2 separate regions of the Rattus norvegicus genome follow, and region 1 is linked to region 2. Evidence: chromatin contacts called from public Hi-C data. All regions are on one chromosome and are shown on one strand. The core of a region is the stretch at or near the end of the contact, and the rest is flanking DNA. Distances in the headings are between cores, read along the strand shown.

What was found. Hi-C and Micro-C count contacts between places; a contact is called where the count stands out from the background.
Region 1: a Hi-C map of frontal cortex shows a contact between it and region 2, with 4 times the contacts expected there. The contact joins two enhancer-like sites. A contact is called at or near these places in 5 of 12 Hi-C or Micro-C datasets (the A7r5 cell line, Schwann cells, frontal cortex and 2 more).

Annotation. Positions count from the first base shown.
Region 1 is chr18:5,928,970-5,935,189 of GRCr8, forward strand. No RefSeq gene overlaps it. Among named protein-coding and RNA genes, the nearest start is that of Ss18, 180 kb to the right of the region's middle. Within about 2 kb of position 2,417, at least 2 of the 93 cell types and tissues checked have an H3K27ac peak or open chromatin away from gene starts, as enhancers often do.
Region 2 is chr18:4,832,762-4,838,798 of GRCr8, forward strand. No RefSeq gene overlaps it. Among named protein-coding and RNA genes, the nearest start is that of Hrh4, 390 kb to the left of the region's middle. Within about 2 kb of position 3,315, at least 2 of the 93 cell types and tissues checked have an H3K27ac peak or open chromatin away from gene starts, as enhancers often do.

The DNA.
Region 1 (6,220 bases), core at 1,167-3,666, 1.1 Mb after region 2:
GTGTGTGTGTATGTTGTATGTGTGTGTGTATGTGTGGTGTGTGTGTGTGTGCTTTAAATATGATGTAGGCATGATGCTGTACAACTGTAACTCCCCACATATAGAAAGCTCAGGAGGGAGGATTATGAGTTTGAAACCAAACTGAATTCTAAAATCCTGTCTCAAAAAACTAAAATAATAATAATGTGATTGTATTCCCATTTGAAACGGCTATTCCCAGTTGTCAACCTGACTCTAACTGGAATTAACTACAATCCAGAATTGGAAGGCTCACCTGTGATCCAGATCTTGAGTCTGGAGACACAAGTTTCTGACCTGGACCTTGGCATGGAGATCTTGAGGCCTAGTGGCCATGAAAAGCTTAGGCCCAGGCAGGGTAGTACACATCTTTAATCCCAGGAGACTGAGGCAAGGAGATCTCTGAGTTCAAGGTCAGCCTGGGACTAAACAAGTCCCAGATCTAGGAGTGGTGGTACACACCTTTAATCTGGGCCACACCTTCTGATGGAAGCCTACACAGGCACACTGGAAGAAGGCAGATTCTCTCTTCTTTGCCTGCTTGCACTTACTGGCCATCTTACTTACAATAAGATGTGCACTTACTGTCCACATCTGTTGGAACTCACTTCCTCAGAAAACCAGCTCAGACACCTAGCCTTGTGGGACGGAGCAACCACGAGATTCTTGGACTTCCCATCCACAGCTGCCCACTGTTGGGTGAGTTGGACTGCAGACTGCATAAGTCAGCACAATAAATTCTTAGAGGGGCATTCCATAAGTTCTGTGACTCTAGAGAACACCATCCTTGTCAAATTCAAGGAGGAAGATGGCCTCCCACCCTCCCAAATCTCTCTCTAGAGTTGCTGTCCAAGAGACTTAATTCCTCAGCGCACACGTGCAGCTTTCCTTGACACAGTTCTAGTCCCACTCCAAGTTTGTCTACATCTCCCCATAAAACTGGAATCCTAGTGGAGTGCAATAACCCAAGGCTCCAAAGAAAACCACGTTTTTACGTGAGAACCCAGGCATGCACATCATAGCCCTTCTTCCAGCTCACCCCACCAAAGTCCTGCACACCCTTAGAGGCACGGACCTAAGGTTCAAGTACAACATTTCCTGTCCAATAATTTTCTTTCTAAACTTCCGCAGTGGGCCAGAGAGACAGCTCAGAGTCCTGCCGCATAATTCTGACAACCTGAACTCTAGTCATAGACCACAGAAGAGAACTGACTCCCAACCTGTCCTCTGACCTCCACGGGAGCACTGCTGTGTGTGCGTCCCTGCACTCATACGTCACACATGCTAGAGAGAGAGAGAGAGAGGGAGGGAGGGAGGGAGGGAGGGAGGGAGAGAGAAGAGAGAAAGAGAAGAGAGAAAGAAAGAGAGAGGAGAGAGAGAGGAGAGAAGAGAGAAAGAGAGAGAAGAGAGAGAAGAGAGAAAGAAAGAGAGAGAGGAGAGAGAGAGAAGAGAGAGAAGAGAGGAAGAGAGAGAGGAGAGAGAAAGAGAGAGAAGAGAGAGGGGAGAGAGGAGGGAGAGAGAGAGAAGAGAGGAAGAGAGAGAGGAGAGAGAAAGAGAGAGAAGAGAGAGAGAGAGAGCGCCAATAATAAGTAAAAATTTATACCAACCCCCAGAGTAAGGGGAATAACATCATCTTTGGCAGATTCCCTCCTCTTGAAGGAAGGCTAGGGATGAGGAAAGGCTCCAAACCATGCTCTGGTAGCTGCCTCACACCACCTCACTCAGCTTTCATCCAGCACTGTGAGGCCAGGGTTATTCTCATTTGGCAGATGACAGAACTGAGGTGCAGAGTCCTTAGACTTAAATCATTCAAAGCACTGTATAGACACGCACACACACACACACACACACAAACCCCTTTTAGGAAGTTGACTGCAGTCCTTTGCAAACATTTCTCCCTTACTGGATCAGGAGCTCTTAGGGTCCTGCTCCTTGTTTTTCCATTGTTACTTTAACTGAAAAGCTGAGAGAAGAGGCCACCTCTTCACCTTTGCCCCACCCCCAAGTGTACTGTAAATTTCTGGCTCAGTTTTGCCTTGTATTAATATTCTGTCAGAAACCGAAATGTTTCTCAAAAACAAAAAGGAACATAAAGATTCGTTTATTTTTCTATCTCTGTTCTTGGGGGCAAGAAAAAAAAATCTTGCCTAGAAACGCACCTATTTGAATTAGAAATCGAGGGTAATTATTTTGGTAACAGCAGCTGCTATAGGACAGGGGAATGAGATGTGGGCAGGGAGCACGCGAATCATTTAATTCTTGGCCTGCCTGTGAGGTGGGTGGCAAGATTCTCATATTACAAATGAAGACCCTCGAGAGAGAAGGGGAGCCGGTGTAAGCCGGACTTAAACTCCGGCGCCAGTGCTCTTAAGCACCGCGCTGGATCCCCTCTGGGTCTGCCGGCCTATTTAATATTCACTGGCAGACACAGCTCCATTTTCTCTCTGCCTCCTAACCAGAAAAGACCTCTTTCCCAATGCCCCTTCTCTCCAGTCTGTTTTCACGATTCTTTAAATAATTTCCTATATTTAAAGGAAAGAACTGCTAAACACCGACAGAGAGAAAACAGGGTTACGTCTTCCTAGAAACCACTATGGAATGGAAAATAATTCAAAGAAATTCTTTCCGCCCCAGCCTATACCACCACCCGTACTACAATCGGGACTTCCCCATGCAGATAGCCTGCCCCCTAGTGGATATCAGCTTTAAGTATTCCGATTTTAGATCCATAAATCCACCCTGGCTAGGTTTATTTTAAATTTGTGGTCAGAAAAAGCAGGTCAAAGGGCAGGAAGACAGCTCAGCGGGTATCAGGGCCACCATGGCTCATGACCTGGGCTCGATCCCAGGGACCCATAGAAATAAATGTAAAAACATTGTTTAAAAGAAAAGCAGATCTAAGTTTTAATCCTCATAGCTCGATTAACAAACGAGGCCACATATTTGCTGTTTGGGAGATGAACAAGGAGGAACGGCAAAGGATTCATTTACCAAGCCCTGCTATCCAGGAACCAAATGTAAAGTAGGCCCCCACACTTCTGTCCGTTTACAGGCTCCGGCCTCCATGGTTCTTTTTTTCGGAGCTGGGGGGTTCTTAATTAAACTTGCAATCTTCGACAGCATTCCTTCACCAGAGACAACCTGCATGGGAGAGCTTTCAAGGAAGCATTAGAACAGGAGAGGTCGGGACAGTTTCCATTTGTCTGGATAGAGCACTCTCATGAATCCATCATTTTAAAACATCCCAGTCCACTCTCCATGGTAGTTGTAATTTCACTGATGCTTAATTTATTTTGCGGCATATTATAGTTTAATTAAACACCAGGAAGAAGCTTCCCTGGGTCACTTTTGTTTCTAGCCAACGAAGTTGGAGCTTTTAGACTTAAACCCAGAAACAAAAGCGTCAGTCAAAGGAGCAGGGGTGTGTGTTTCATTTCAATATTCAGGCCATGAGCACTTCCACCTTATCGAGCACAGAGAGTGGCTGTCTACCCTACTCCCCTCTCTCCCGGTGTTTGTAGGTAGGTAGTAAATCGTATTAGTGGTGGCAGCACCTGCATGGGGTGGACAGGCCTGGTCACCAGCAGGTCCCCCTGCTGTGTCCCTCAGTAGGCTACACTCTTGGCCTGGCAGCTACACCTATTTTCTTTTCAGTTTTTTTTCCCCCTCGGAGATGAATGAGTGTTTGCTAGACACTTAGAAATTCTTCTTCTTTTTTTAACGAGCCAAAACTTTGGTTCCAGAAAGCACCAATGAGATATACAGCTGTTACGTTACCTGCATGTTTGAATTACCCATGTTTGTGAATGCCCTCCCTTAAAAACGTCAGGCGGAACAGAAATATCTATCGCCAACACCTCTCCCAAGCACGAAGAGGCAGGAAGAATCCACTCTACAGAAACAGGGCATGAAGCAAAACAGCTTTACCTCACAAGAACGCTCATTTCAGATCACTCAGAATGCTCCCTGTGCTGGTGTCCGTGGTTTGTTCCAAAGGCCCGGCGACTCCTGCCCATTTGAACAGGATTTGAGATCTCCTTCCAAAATCAAACAGTAGCGCATTCCTTGAGCCAGCAGCTGCTTTTTAAAAGATATCATGGCAATAAAAGTGGCCAGGGGCGGAAGACAGCGCTAGCCATGAGGCTGGGGTGCCTGCTGGCCCTTTATACATTCTGACAAGTAGTTGAAGTTGCCTCACTTTTCAAAGTCTCGTGCCTTTCTGCTGCCTCGTTCCACCTGACCTGAGACATTAGCAGCTACAGCTGCCTTCCCTTCTCTCATTCTTACGCAGCACTGATCATCCTTTGGCCGTCTCCCAAGCCAACAACGCATTTGTTGCATTGATTCTAATATTTCCACATTGGAATTCTACCACAAATAACTATTCGGGTGTTTATATGCAGGTATTTTTGTTGTCACAGCATCTTTTAAAAGGCAACTACTGGCTCAATGGATGTGCCAATGTTCGATTTTGGAAGAGGATGTCAAATCCTGTCCAAATAGAGGGAGGTATTTGAGGGGACCCCAGGCCTTTGGAACTAATCACAGACACCAGCACTGGGAAGATTCCTAAACTGTTCGGTTAAAATACTGGCAATTCTGTGTAGTATAGAATTCAGTAAACCGGCCCAGCATCTCCTTCTGCACTTGGACTTCAATCCAAAGTCACCGACCTCCAACTCCAAAGCCCTATCCAGCATAATATACCTTACAGTGCAAACAAATGAAAAAATAACCCAAAATAAGACAAAACAAAAATTAAACTTGAAACTTGAAGTCACTTTTCCTAGTGATACACAGGTAACCATGAAAACCATTTTTCCCCCCTGGAGTTTTCAGTGGTGAAAGAAAAGTTAGGGTTTGTTAAGCATTGAGCGTTTAGAGAGGAAATAACTGCAAAGCATGTAGGTAGTTTCCACACTCAGCGTAGTCTGGGGAAAATACATGACAAGCGGAAGGCACGATCTTAGAAAACCTGCAGCCCTGTTTTTATGTGTCCATCCCTGCATGGAAATTCTTGCAATCACTGTAGTCCTAGTTTTTCAAGTCACCTTGAATGCGATCACATTAAACAGCCATTTTATTATAAACCAGAATATGTAGGGCCGGGGTTTAGAACAGCCATGGCAGAGGCGGCTTGGCTGTGCTGCAGTGTGCGGGGCCTCAGCTGGGAAGGCTAGCATGGGGAAGACTCAGCAGATGGGGCTCGAATCCTCTGAAGGTGCACTCGCTCGTGCGTCTGCAGGTGGAAGCTGGCTGTCATCTGGGATCTCAGCTGGGGCTATTGGCCAGAGCGCCCACACATGGTCTCTCCATATGGTCGTTGTGCTTCTTCGTGGCACGGTGTCTGGTTTCCAAAAGCAAATGTCCCAAGATTCACCTTCCAATGATGTTATGAGAGGAAGTCAGGAGTGTGTCCTTCACAAATATGAGGCTAGAAATATAATGATGTTTAAAACCAGTTTAAGTTGGTGGAATACGGCCAGTGGTGGACAATAATTTGAGAAGTATTTACTCATGATGCACACACACACACACATGCTTGGACACAAACAAACACACACACTTGGACATGCACATACATACATACTCAGATACATACACACACATAAACAAACTCAGACACAAACAAACACATTTGAATATGCATACACTATACTCAGACACAAGCACTTACATACACACTTGTATCTGCACACACACATACACAGACATGTGCACACACACATACTCAGACACATGTGTGCACACACACAAACAATCAGGTAGAAGATTCAGTGGCTCCATAGCTTTCTTGCCCTGGGGATCCCAAGCTGAGATGACAAAGTCCTCAGCTTTTACTGTTGGTGAACTGCACTCAAACAAGACACATCAGCTGAAAAAAAAGCCGCCTAAAAGGGAATGAATTGGGGGTTGGGGGTTGGGGATTTAGCTCAGTGGTAGAGCGCTTGCCTAGGAAGCGCAAGGCCCTGGGTTCGGTCCCCAGCTCCGAAAAAAAGAACCAAAAAAAAAAAAAATGTGGCTTAAAAGGGAATGAATTTAGAAAAGCAAAGAGAAAGACACTACTGTTAACATAAGCTGGGGGGAACCCAAAGAACCCAGCAGAAATGAGGCTGAGGGAGATGTGTGCGTGTATGTGGGAGGCAGTGGGACCTGAGAGGGCTCTGAGCATCTTCCTCTAGAGGAGCAGCTGAGTGCACTG
Region 2 (6,037 bases), core at 2,065-4,564:
TGCTTATGTGGGCCAGAGGCAGGGGCTTCTGTAGGGGAGGAGAAGGTGTGTAAAAAGAAGGAGGACTTTGGGATGGAGAAGAAAGAGGGCACAGGAGGGACAAAGTGTATCTCTGAGGAGTTTCCTGTCCTCATTAGAAATTTCCAGATATTCTAGGGTCATTGTTCTTGTGTGGTAATGGGATCTATGGTCACCCCAGATATTCATACCTTCTCTCTCCCTCTGGTGTGATTGTCACAGGAAACCTGAAGTATTCTGTTTGCAGCTGTGTGTGTGTGTGGAGGGGGGTCATGTACTTGATCGTAGGAAATCCTCATTAGCTCTTAGGGTTCCTGTTCTCTCACTTGTGAACTTGGGAGGGTGATGCCTTTATTGGCTTATCATGTGGGTTGAATTAGAGACACAGAGAGACCGATAGTCTGATGTGCAGTGGACTCTTCATGGGTCCTGGATATGGAAAGCAGAGATGGCTTCTTCTCAATTCTTCTAAGTCAAGATGTTGGACAATCCTCTGTATACAAATGCTGTTCCACAAATCTTAAATAAAACAGATTGTCAAACTTACCGAACCTCATAAATGGAACTGCTCCCCAAGGCATGACTCGGCTGGACTCATGAGATACCTTTCTCTCCTACCTATCCAGGTCTTCTCCGGTTGTTTTCACTGATGGTGCCTGCCTTCCCATACCTGTTATGGGTTTCTTTCCTTATGTGATGAATTCTATTCCCTGCAAAGGCTAGCTCTGAAGTGTACTCCATTTGGAAAATTTGCTGACCTGAACTTGGCACACATTTAAAATGTCCCCTTTCTGTGTTGCCACAGCACAGATAACACCCTTTTCTCTAGTCAATTTGATGTGTGTTTCTACCCCATTGGCTTCAGAAATATTAAGTATTACAATGTTAGGTGTATGTGGCTGGGCCAGAACTTAGCACAAAAAGGATATTCAAAAAGGACTTTTCGTGACCAGATGCTGGTCTGTGTAGATGGAAATGACGAAGTAGTTCTATATTTTATTTTGTGTTTTGAGTATCGAACCCAAGGCTTTACAAATCCTATGCTAGCATTCAGCTGCTGACCTACATTGCTCCATTCATAGTAGCTGTTTAATCATTGCAAAGGATTTGAGCTATAGGCTGGCTTCAGACAACAGGACCATCAAGACACCCTACTGATACTGAAGGACCTAATGACAGTGTTCACAAGAAGGTGGAGAAGTTTCTAGAAATCTGTTCCTCTTCTTGCAAATAGATGTATCATGGTAGAGTTGTACAGAGGAGAAGGTGTTCAACCTCTTGTAATTAGGGAGAAATGCAGGAAAAGAGAGTCTGGATTCTACCCAATGCTACCCCCTTAGCATTATTTATGGAAATAATGGATATGTTGCTGTTAGAACCAGATGGATGGGTCCAAGAGGGGGAAATGCGTCAACCTGGCTGTGGATCTATAAGTCGCTCACCACCGAGAACTATCCAGGGCATAACTAGTTCACCGGAATTGGTTCAGTGAATTGAAATCGTCATGAAAGTCAGTTAGTTTATCACTCCCTCCCCACTTGTAAAAAAAAACTTGCTTAAACATTGAGGACCCATAGATACATACATAACCAGGCCTGAGCCATGAGGTAAGGTGTGTAGCCAGGGTGTAACTCTGTGGTTTAAAATACAAGGAAGGAAAAAAGACACAGAGATAGAAAGACAGGACAGAAAGACAGGAAAGAAGGGTGAGAGAGAGTGAGAGAGAAGGGAGGGAGAGAGAGAGGGGAATAAAAAAGAAGAAAGGGAGGAAGGAGAGAGGGAGACAGGAAGAGAGGAAAGGAAGGCAGGAAGGAAAGAAGGAAGGAAGGAAGGAAGGAGAAAGTTAGGAGCCAACCCCCAGCTTGACTGTGTCTGTTAAATGAGTTCCACAGGTGCAGCCTCCAGGGTGTGTTATCAAATGTGCTGCAGATTGTGGGTGCAGCATTGTCCCTCAGAGTCATTAAAGGGAACCTGGATAGCTGGAACACAGCTCAGCTTCCGAGAAGTGCAGTCTGTTCACACTTATACTTCCCCACAATACATGGTTATTGTTAGATGTGCACATCTCTGCAGGCTGCCTAGACGGGAGTCTCTTTGTCCTTTATTCAGATGTGGGGTAAGGATGCTTTCAGCACAGCGAGACGACGACAGCCAGGCCTCCCGACGATGAGCAGTCCCACAGACCAAGCACGAAGCAGCTACAAAAAGCCCCTTTGTTCACCACGCAATGGCCATCTTTTGTCAATCAGACCCCAGAAGCTAAGGTACACACAGATCACTTTAAAAAAGAATTTCAATAATTTCTGAAAGACACAATGTCCACTAGTTTTTGTGCTAAGTGGCAGTGTCAGGACAGCCTTCGAATCTGTTTTCGTGAGCACCATCCACCAAAGGCAAACGTTTAGGGCTACGCTTAGGGGGAAAATATGTAATCCTTGTGGTTTGTGTTTTATTGAAAACAGAACAGTCTTTATTATCCAGGGCCCTGATGACGGCTGCTTTTGTGACACGGCTTGGTGGGGGGGTTATGTCACAAAACCCCTGCCCTTTCCACAAAAGGTGATGGCCGAGAGAGGCGGGGCTGTGGGGAGCTGCCTGGCTGGGCTTCTCTTTAGCCTCCAGGGAGGCAGCTTTGGGCATCCTGTATTCAGAACGCCGAGTCCGAGAGCAAGTTATCACTCCAGTTGTTGGTAGAGAGGACAATGAACATTGATAATTGAAGATTTGCCCGAATGCAAGCCAAGAGGGTGACCAAGGTTATTGATCCCACAGAAAGCCTGGCCCCTAGGGAATTTCTGATTACATCTTAATGTTTTCTAATGTATGGCAGCGTCACAGCGGAAGGCAGGCTTTTCAGAGAAACCAAGTAAGACATCATGAGCCAGAGGGTGAGTCACTGAACCTCAGTTTCTGGAAAATACGAAGAGGACGTCAATAGCCTGAGACTCAGAGTTTTGAGTGGCGTTCTTTCTTTCACATGCATCTCCCGTCCTCCATGGTCCTGTTTGCCTGTCAGGTCCTGGGTGAGCATCAGTGACCGTACACGACACTGGCTTGCCTGGGCTCTTGCATTGCCGCTAGGATCACCTCCCGTAGCCATTCTCAGTCCTCTCTCCTAGTAATGCTTTGTTTACTCATTTCAACCATGCCAATAAAAACACTTAAACTTAATATGTGTTTACCTAAAGGCATGCTTTAAAGATTCATTTTCCACACAGACTCTTCATCGTTGGTATCTTTTTCCACCGCCGACTTCTGGTGGCACTGAAACCAGCCACTCTGTGGGAGGGACCAGCAGATGTCACTGCAGCTCTGTTCATTCGTCTTTGCTCTTGACGGAATTCGAGTTCTGGGTTTTTGGGCTCAGCTGATCACATTTCTTATTTAATCAAAGCATGATGCATCCGAACACTTGTAATTTGTGTTGCTGCTATTCTTCTATTGTGTGTGGAACTGGATGCTCATCTGCACAAACAGAGGCAAGCCATACAAAGTCACTCACACACTCCCGGTGAGCTGTGGAATCAAAGGACCTGCCGGGGTGCCAGCTAAGATAGAGACAAAAGAGCAAGGAAGGGCATGTGCACTCGGACTCCCTGCCCTGCTGGACAGGTTTAGGATTGATGCCAGACACCTTCCTTCCATTCTCTAGGAACTCTAGGGCCAGAGGAAGCTCCCAAGTCCCATAATGACAAGACCCACTAGTTAGATATGAAGGAGGACAGGATTGGGAGATGTAGTTCATCAGTGGGGCTAGACCACCTCCAGTTCAGTATTGTCTGCACTAAGAACCTGCCTTCTTAGGAGAAAATAACTCTAGTCTTGGCTTGGTAGGATACAGTTTCTGAGAGGAGCAGCATTTGATAAAGGAACCTGGCCACCAAATAAACAGTGGGACAAAGTCTCTCCTAGGATGTGTACTCCGCACTGAACCAAGAGACAAAGGGGCCTTAAATCGTCATGGTACTTCTGTGAGGTGAGAGTGTGTGCGAGTTTGGTGAGGAGATGGAAGGCCCTTGATGTGTCAGTCATGCACAGATACAAAGATCTTGACTGAGCGAGAAAGATCAGTGAGCAGAGCCATGCCGTAGAAAGGACTTCTCTTGAGGGCAGGCTTTTGTCTCTCTCCTCTTGGCAAATAACTCAATATGCCTCTAGCAAGAGTTTGACTTATATGGCCTGGTATCTTTTCCTGACAGACACATTTTACAGGAAGGCCATGTGTCCAAGCTGAAGTATCGCAAGTCAGACCATTGACCTGAATCCTGCACACACTGTCCACAGCTGCTGAGAAATGAGCTGGCTCATTCAATGGCGTGGCCGTTACTAGCTCCCCACTACAATCAGCCATCCTGATTTAATTTTGTCCCTAAAGTTCAATCCAGTGTCACTTTTTAAAACCAAATTCTCAGATGAGCAATTTTCTTTTCTCACCTTTTGCATCCTCTTCTTCCTTTGCCACTCGCCCCTCCTCTCTGTCGCATCCAGAAATCAAAATGGCTTCAGCTCATGACTGTTTGATTATTTGTGCCTCTGTGGGATCATCTTGGTATCAAAGTTGGTACATATATTTGGCCAAAAGAAAATGTTATACATGACAGTGTGCTAGCCACATATGTGCATGTGTGGCCAAGAAAACACTCCCTAGCCTAAGCTTCTCCTGATAACTACAGTATATATTGACATCTCAAGTGTGACTGCACAAGGGACATCAACTAAAATCATCTAGCTAAGCTGCTCCCAAATTCCAGAACCTCTGAAGCTATGAATAATTGTACACATATTTGGGTTGTTTGAGGAAAACAGAACCAGGGTGAAGAAAGTCAGGTTCTTAAGAAACAGCGTTTAAGGAATCAGGCTACTTGCTTCAAGGTCACTCCTATGTAGTGTTCTAGTTTCCTTTTTGCCCTCAACATATTTGTTATTGATTTTATTTTTAATTACAGGTGTGTGAGAGAGGGTAGGTTTGTGTACGTGAGGTACAGATGCCCTCTGAGGCCAGAAGAAAGACAGATCCTCTGGTGCTGGTATTACAGAATACGAGCCACCATATTTGGGAGCTGAGAGCTGAACTCAGATCTTCTGCAAGAGAGGTGCACATTCTTAACCACTGAGACATTTCTGCAGTGATCAGGACCTGCCATTTTAAGTCACTACGCCTTGGAGTAACTTGTTACTCATCTGACCATGAGTGACATTGTCCTTCCTCCCCTCTTTCCCTCCTCCCTCCTCCCCTCCCCGTTTTACATCTCATTGTATCCTATTCATCTGGCATCATTCAGGCCTTCCAGAGTTTTCCAATTATATTTCTTTGGGCACTGTTATCAGAAGCTATCTTGTAGCTAGCCTTTTAGAGACCCGGCTACCTATATGATTTAGAATCCAATAGGGTAGTCTTTTATGTCAGTCAATTAATTTACAAAACAAAGGAGACTCAGTTTCATACATTTGTTACTAGTCCAGCACTGATATACAACAATGGCATTTTTCTCAGGTGTTATCGTATCAAAAAGATATTAAAGCCTCTCTCACCACAACTTACAATAGTGAAGACCATTTTTCAGGATGCATAACAAAGGGTTTGCAGTTTAATACACAGCTGGGAGCCTGGCGGATAACGCAAACAGCTAACATTAGTGGAGGTCAGTGAAAAACGAAGTCTGCACAGTCCAAACATGGTGGCCAGAGACACAGATTTCAGCCAGAGAATGTGCATCCGACGGGAGGCTGCAGAACTTCTAAGCACTCCAGTGTTTTTAGCTGAGCAGAGATTGGCACAGGCTTCCATGATCCTAACCCAGACTGTCATCCACACACTCAACAGCATCCCATGCCAGTCAGCCCCCTTCTACTAAATACTAAATTCCTTCTTTAATAAATACATGAAAGAAGGAGGGAAATGTATTTTGGCTCACTGTTTCGGAGTCTTCTGTGCATGCTTACTGCCCCTGCTGCTTTGAACTCATGGTGGTACAAGGCATATGGGAAGGTCATGTGACAGGAGTCCATTGACCTCCGA